Regions from separate parts of the Mus musculus genome. Here region 2 is linked to region 1. The links are chromatin contacts, called in public Hi-C maps. All regions are on one chromosome and are shown on one strand. Each heading gives the region's core, a stretch centred on a gene start, on an enhancer-like site or on the middle of the called end of the contact. The rest is flanking DNA. Distances are from core to core; before and after follow the strand shown.

Region 1 (3,952 bases), core at 573-3,072:
GTGTGCTGCGGCTTCTTGTCACTTCTGTAGACTCGGTCTGATGACAGAGTGATGTCAGCTGAGACAGACTCATGTGCTGAGGCAAGACCTGTGGGGGACATGTGATGGTTGGAGGGATTATAGATAGGACTCAACAGACAGTGAGGGAGGCTGAGCTGGCTTGCCAGCAGAGCTAGCTGAACAATGCTTGTTGGTCTCCTGTCTTTGCTGATCTTTGCTTCTCTGAGAGAGGCACAACTGAGAACTTCTTTTGGTGTCCCTCCTGGTCCCACCTGCTGATTGGTGCTGAGGCTGAGCCCTGGATATCTCTGCTAGATAGTGCCACTGTTGCTTATTTGTGATGTTTCTGTTAGGATATTTCATCATAGCAACAGGAAAAGTAACTAAGACCGTGTTTTACTCTTTCCATGAAGTGCCATAGTAGCATCCCATGTTCTACCCTTTGGCCAGTCTCTTATATCCATGTAACTATGGGAAGGTCCTTCTATTGGGCTATCTGTCCAGCTACTGAAGTTTCCTGCCCATAGGGAGAGTTTTTCTCTTTTCCCATAGTGGACAGCCAGATATTTCCCCCGTTGAATTGTGCTAAAATGATTCAGGAATAAGAGGCAGCACCGATGAATTTCCTCTTCTGCACTGGCTGTACTTGTTTCAGGCACACGCTAACATCAGAATGGTTTGCCCAGGTTGGTAGCCTGATGGACAGGTCTGAGCTCAGAGCAGTTGCAGGGGTGGGGTAGGGGAATCTATAATGCTTTGTTCTGCTTTGGCATTTCCTTCCATGCCCCCAGCAGCACACGACCTTATGATAACATTAACGCTCCTTAAGACAGATTCTAGAAGTAAAAAGGGTTTCCCTGGGGCCAGTTACAAATCCCCATCTCAGGCTCCAGTCTTTCTCTTTGGTGTTGACTGTTAACAGCACACTCTGACAGCTACCCAGGACTCCTGGGCTTCAGTTTTCTCATCAGTTAAATTCTTGAAGATGGATAGCATCCGCTAAGGGTTAGGAGATGAAAGGCCCAGTGCTCAGAGCAACAAACTCTGTCTCTCCTAACAATCTGTGTCCCCCATCATTTAATCAGGGGGTGGGGGTGGGGCGTAGCTACCGTGTGTAGCTACCGTGTTGAGCCAGGAAACTTTTCTTCGCAGGCTAGGTTCTTGCAAGGCCCAACAGCCAGGCAGGGGATACCCTGCTGTAGCAGTTTTGCGATTCTAGTTTTCTTGGGCAACTGAAAAGGGATGGCTTCAGTGAGCTGAGGTGCAGTGGAGACTCAGACCCCACAGAAACATGGTGGGCCAGCCAAGGTGGCCCAGTCGGGTCCCTGTGCTACAGTCATTTAGGTCCTCTGTAAGATAAATGAAGTCTGCACAAAGGTCTGGCCTCTTCGGGGCACTCGGGGATAGAGACCTTTCTCCCAGGTCAAGACAGTGCTCCCCACTCCTACTTTTCTGGGGGTGTAGAGGCTCCAGTTCTTACGGTTTCTACTTTCTAAAATTTATTTATTTATTTATTTATTTATTTATTTTTTGCGGGGAAGGAAGCTCAGGATTTGACCCCGTAGAAAGGAGTCCACTGTCTGTGAAATCCTTTGCAGCCACAGAAGGATTGCGGGTCCCTGCTCCCAGGGGGTCTGAGCCACGGCTGGCCCCTCCCCCAAGGTCATCCAACTTTTCCTCCCCCCCCCTCCCCCGCGGGGCGGGCCCCCGCGTGCATTATTCATTGGTCCGGGCCCGCGGCAGGCGCGGGTGCTGATGTCAGGCCAGCGCGGGTGAGGCGGTGCGGCGGCCGCCCAGCAGCCCGGGCGCGGGTGGGGGGGCGCCGAGTGGGGGTGGCGGCCAGCATGCTGCTCGGCTGCGGCTCGGCCTCCCACACCCGCGGCGCCCGCGTCCTCGCCAGCAGCGCTGGCGGCCGATCGGCAAGCGGCACCCGCGTCTGCTGCGGCGCTGGGTCCGAGCGCACGGCGCGGGGCGGCGGCGGCGGCGGGGGTCCGAGCCCGGGCGGGGACCCGGGGACCCGGCATGGCGCTATGGAGAGGCGGCGGGGCGCTGGGGTTGCTGCTGCTGAGCGCCGCGTGCCTCATCCCGCCGAGCGCGCAGGTGAGGCGGTTGGCGCGCTGCCCCGCCACTTGCAGCTGTACCAAGGAGTCCATCATCTGCGTGGGCTCCTCTTGGGTGCCTAGGATCGTGCCTGGCGACATCAGCTCCCTGTGAGTGGGACCCCTCCATCTCCGCCCCGCCCTGCCCTGCCCTGCGCCGGCCGCCGCCAGGGAGTTGCGGCTGGTGCTGGGGCAGCGCCACCTGACCCTGCTCCTTAGTCCCTTTCTTTGCCTTTGGGTTGGGGGGCACGGAACGTGGGTGGAATCTGTGTGGAGTGGAGGGTGGGGTGGGGGGCGACTCTAAACCCCAGAGTACGGGAATCCAGACAGGTCCGCGTGACAGTTTCTCATTGTGGCCCGAGGCCACCTGCATCAGACCTACCTGGGGGGGAGCTGATGCTACTGCAGACCCAGGGCCCACCATGGGATAGGGTCTCTGCACCAGAGTTCACAGCCTGTATTTCGGGCCACGAGGTGATCCTTGGGGCACCTTAAAGTTTTGAGTGGTTCTGTTGTGTTGGTGAGTGGGTGGGTGTGTGACTGGAGAGCAGCTGTATGCGCCCGGATTGAGCGGCTAATTAGGAATGGGTGAGGCCTCACTGCAGCGGGCCTCAGCTCTGCTGGGAGGTTGGCCCCCTCCTGACCTCTCCACACTGCAGGCTAGGAAATGCCTAAGCTGTGCAAAGGCACACAGCTTCTGGAAGTAGAGGGGTTACTCCACGTGGCTTAGAGAGGGGAAACCCGGAAGACTTCTAAGTGCTTTTCCGTATATGGTGTCCAGCCGAGCCCCCTAGTGAGGGAAACCTTCCAACTTCTTGCCTTGAGTTCAAGAGGGCCCCCTTTTTACCATCTTTCTCCATGGTGGGTTGTATTACCAGCACTGACAGAACTAACCAGAGAGATTCCTCCACTTGCTTGCTAAGCACTTTCAACTAGGTCTCACACAGTGGCAATAGTGAAGTGTTGCTATGGAAGGGATCTGAGGGTGGTCTGTTTATTGCTGGGGCATCTCTTGCTAGGACAGCCCCTTATTCCAGGCTGAGGTGCTGGAGTACCCCTGCAGATGTAGAGGAGGGGATCCTGAGGGTAAGGTAGTTCTGGGTACCACGTTGCTTGTGCCTTCTCCATCGTGTCCTGTGCTTCTTCAAGGCAAAAACAGCATCAGCGTACAGGGAGGGAGAGGGTTCAAGGTCCTGTTTACATCTGTAAAAAGTTGGAAGAGTTTGGCTGTGGGCACAGCAGGCCCGTTTGCCTCTTACTCTTGCTAAATTAGATCACATGGAGGATTCTAGAATTTCTCTTGTTAAACCCTTTGGATGGGATCAAAGCTGAAGTGTTCTGCATGTTAACTCCAGTCATGTATGGAAATCCTGCTGTGGCCAGAAAGGGCAGGAGACCCTGAGGCAGAAGCAGCCAAGCTTCTTTTCCCAGCTCGACCATTTATCTGGCAGATGGCCCTGCCTCTCGCTTCCTGGGCCAGTTCAGGTGTCTCTGAGTTTCCCCCAAGGCTTTCACAGTGCATTTAGTCAGAAGTGCTCTGAGTGTCTTCCAGAGACTTGTGCTTCCAAGGGGGGAATGCTTAATCCTACCCCAGAGTTTTGTGGGCCAACATTAACTTTGTGTCTGCACAAACAGAATCCTGGGTGAAGTAATTATCCACCTTCAGCGGAGGCCTCCTGTAGTTAAGGGAGGGAAGCTCGGGAATTGATTTAAGCTGACTGAGCTAATGTCTGTGAGAGGAGCCAGACCCATACATAGCACTGGATTCTGTTAGCCAGACTAGTTTTCCTCTTGACCAAGTATACTGGGAAGCAACTCTCCTCTTTCTCATCTTGCTCCCCGGGAAGACAATG
Region 2 (3,877 bases), core at 469-2,968, 70 kb before region 1:
TGGCAGATTACGATTCAGTATGGCAGGGCTTGTGCTGTGTGTCGCATGTGCTCCGTGATAGCCGTCCTAGGTGGTCCTAGCCTATTGGCCATGCCTCATGCTGAGGCGTGGAGGTCTAACACAGCACGCAGTGTACAGGTTGGTGAAAATGTGTTTTCCCCTAGGCCCCTGGGTAGGCATCAGTACCACCAAAACGTGACTGCTCTCTCATATTCCAAGCACCTAAGCAGCAGCTGCCACAGGACACTCAGCTATTTATTGTATGAAAGATTGAAGAGGGATTAAATATTTATGCAGCTGTGAATCCCATCATGTCTGATTGAAACTCCAATAGTTCCATCTCTAATACATTCCCGAATCTTTCCTTGAGGTGCAGATGCAGAGGTCCTGCTCAGCTCTCCTTGTGCAAAGGGAACCTCACACGCCCCCTCCCTGCCAGCTGCAAGGAGCAGCCTCATCTGGCCGCCCCTTGTTCTTTCTTACCTTCAAGGGCAGCTATAGCCTGTCAAGCCAAAGTCATTGGGTAGTGTCTGAACATGGCTGTGCTATAAGACTATCCCCCCCCGCTGTGTATACCTCCTACCAGGTGCACTCACTTGTGTGCAAGTGTGGAAGTCAGAGGTCGTCTTTGGCTATCTTTCTCTATCACACTCCACGTTATGTTTGAGACAGGGCCTGTCCCTGAACCTGTAGCTTGCTATTTTGACTAGACTGGTTGGCCGGCTAGCTCTTGGTATCCTCGCCTGGTCTCCTCTCTTGGTGCTACCATGCGCAGCTTTTATGTGGATTCTGAGGATCTGAACAGCAAACACATTACTCAATGAGCCATTTCCCAACCCTTAGTCTGGCATCAGTTTGTGAGTTATGATTTTAAAATCCCAATTGCTATTTTCAAACATGTGTCAAGACTTGAGGTTTAACACATTTTTTTAATAAGTGACCCATAGACCCCGAATGAGAGCAAGATCATCCAAACGGAGAATCTCTACAAAGGCTTTCTGTCATGGTCAAATAATAACTACAACGTGAGAGGACACCTTCACCCTTAACCTGCCACGGAGTGCCAGAGTGGCTCGCTTAGGGTTTTAGTGTCAACTTGATACAACCTCGAGTCACCCGGGAAGAGGGAACTTTAACTGTAGAGTTGTCTCCATCAGATTGGCATGTGGCCATGTCTGTGAGGGACTGTCTTGATGGTGAGGGGCTCAGGCCACTGTGGGTAGCACCATTTGTAGGTGGGTGGGCCTGGGCTATATTAGAAAGTGAGCAGAGAGTGAGCTAGCAACCACCATTCCTCTGTGGTTTCTGCTTGAATTCCTGCCCCTTCTGTCCTCCATGACAGACTGTGGTTAGAAGCCTAAGATGAAATAAACTCTTCCCGTAGATTGCTTTAGGTCAGAGGGTTTTATCACCACAGCAGGAAAGCAAACTAGATCACTAAGCGACCTGACCTTCCGAAAGCTAACTTTTGACTCATCTGAAAGGATAACAAGACCTCCCGGGACTGAGATAAACATCCAGTGAAATTTTATGTGTGGGAAGTGGCTGGGGGAGGGAGGATGGATATGTAGCCCCTGGTCTGATAGGAGCTATCACTGAATGGTTGGTAACACAACACACCAAAAATGGAAAAGATCTTTAATGAAATAGCATCGGAAATGGGCTTTATGCAGTGCAGCTGTGTTGGCTTGGTATTTATCACATCCTATCTATCGCAATAAAAACCGAGACTGCAGCTATGGGAGATGAGCCTCGGTCTCGGAGCTGCCCTTCCTCCTGCTTCTTGCCTCCTACCGATGGATTTTCTTCTTTGTCTTAAGGCTTTTTTTTTTTTTTTTCCTTTTGGTGCTGTTAAAAACACAGATGCCTCCGGAAACAGATAACTGCTTATTCTTATCAGTTAAGGACGTCTTAGTTGGGGAGAGTTTATCAGATGTTCCTGAAGAATAGGCTTAAAAAAAAAAAAGCCAAACTTTAGCATAGAAACTTTCAAAATCTCCCAGAAAGCCATCTAGTGCCTGCTGCTCCAAGTGCCCAGCCGCACTTCCTGCCTGTGTAATTGACGCCTACCAAGTTCCACCTTGTTTCACTGGTCTCACTAACCACACCTCTGGTTGCAGAGTACATTGGAGATATTTGTGGGTGGGGCTCAGACCCAATCAGACATGGCCCCCAGGTGAGGGAATACTGGGCCCCCACCCCCAGAGGCTGAACCTAAGGTCTTGTGTGCACTTAATACATGCTCGATTACTGAGATATCCCCCCCCCCCCAGCCCTCTTGTGATTTTGAGACAGGGTCTGCTAAGTTGCCCAGGCTAAACTTGAATTCATTCTGCACCCCATTCTGTTCAGGTCCATGAACTTGGACCCCAAGCTCTTGGATAATCGTAGACTTCCAATGTCAGTTCTAATAGGATCTCTGTAGGGTTGTGTGGTAGCAGTTGTCCTAGCTACAGAGATAACCTTTGTTCTGAAATGTGTGGAAGGTGAATGGCGCTATGTCAGGCTTCACGGGCAGTGGAACCTCTATATCTTAACAGTTAGTTGTTCAGAGGGGAAGAGAGGCAAAAAGCTATGCCTGGGAAACATGAGAGGAGGGAGTGGGCTGGCCTGCGGAAAGAACCCTTCCTGATGTCTCCTGGTCAAATAGAGAGATAGGAGAGAGAGAGAGAGAGCGAGAGAGAGAGAGAGAGAGAGAGAGAGAGAGAGAGAGAGAGAGAGAGAGAGGAGCTTGTAGCTTCTGATCAGACCAAAGCTGATGATATTCTCCACTCTCTTCAAACAACTTGCTCATAACCTGACCTATGGGACGGAAGCCAGAGTACTGGAGTTCAGTCTCTAGGATCCACAGGAAACGCTGAGTGTGGAAGCACGTGCTTGTAACCCAGCACTGGGAAGCCAGAGACAGGAGGCTCCCTGAGGCTTGCTGGCTAGCCACTATAGTCCACTTGCTGAGTCCCCGGTGCAGTGGGATACCCCCATGTCAAAGGAAGTGGACTGGTAGGTCGGAATGATCCCAACAGTTGTCTTCTGACTTCTACATGCACCAGCTACACATGCACAGAGCGAGGAAGAATAAGAGCAGAAGCAAACACAATCAGAACCTCCCTTTGGAAGAGTTTGCCTGGACAAAATTCAGGATCCTTGGGTATCTGTGAGCCTCCTGGAATTCCCCAGGTAAGAAACCAGATGTAGAGAACTCTTCAAAGCTGCCTATGTGAGAGGTTCGAACAGAGGCTGGTCCTGAAGGCTGGGGCTACTCATGGGTCATGTCTGGGGCCTGAGAGGGCGCAGAAACCCAGAACACCTTTCTGGCCTTGGCCTTTCCTTTCCTGTGAACTGCATCCTTCTATGTGTTCTTCAGCTTCTGCTGTCCCCACTCGATGCCATCACCGTCCACTTGCCTGGAGACTCACCTCTTCCTAGGGGACCGGATACCCTGGGAGGGGGGAAGGGGACAGGACAGAAGCCTTTTGAACAATGACTTCTGCTGTTGTTGAAGCCCAGTGGAAAATGTGCCCGCTTTTATTTACTAATGCAAAGCAAATGGACCTTTTAACACTGGGAAATCAGCATTTTTGGTGTGCATTTATGATCATTGTCTATTTTCTGTTTATTTCCATCTATTTGCAGCCACTGGGTTTTGGGGCCAAGTTGGTTTCCGCGCCAGTCCCTACGGGGGAGAAAAAGGGAAATAAAGTAGAACTCATAACCAACCACACTGCGCATAGAGCATCCCCACAGAGTCCGGAGCTTCCTAGGCATGAAATTGACTGACGCAGGGAGGCAGCAGGTGTGGGGACACATGCCACTTGCTGCTTTCTTTTTGTTTTTTTTTTTTTTTTCCCACTGTGTTTATAATCAGTGAATGGCTCTG

What was found. A called contact is a pair of places that touch in the nucleus more often than the background predicts.
Region 2: a Hi-C map of uterus shows a contact between it and region 1. The contact joins the enhancer-like site here to the promoter of Lgi2 in region 1. A contact is called at or near these places in 2 of 39 promoter capture datasets (both in liver), 15 of 484 Hi-C or Micro-C datasets (CD8 T cells, Sertoli cells, cerebral cortex and 9 more), 7 of 115 datasets of contacts at active chromatin or transcription factors (PVALB interneurons, SST interneurons, embryonic forebrain and 3 more) and 3 of 9 other capture datasets (adipose tissue, embryonic stem cells and pancreatic islet).

What each region holds. Positions count from the first base shown.
Region 1 is chr5:52,564,176-52,568,127 of GRCm38.p6, reverse strand. It overlaps Lgi2 (leucine-rich repeat LGI family, member 2), which reads left to right and starts at 1,822. Exons shown (of 8, transcript NM_001310604.1): 1 at 1,822-2,210. The coding sequence starts at 2,023.
Region 2 is chr5:52,634,437-52,638,313 of GRCm38.p6, reverse strand. No RefSeq gene overlaps it. Among named protein-coding and RNA genes, the nearest start is that of Gm30178, 13 kb to the right of the region's middle. Within about 2 kb of position 1,718, at least 13 of the 459 cell types and tissues checked have an H3K27ac peak or open chromatin away from gene starts, as enhancers often do. A contact at or near this core is called in PVALB interneurons, SST interneurons and uterus, where this site is marked.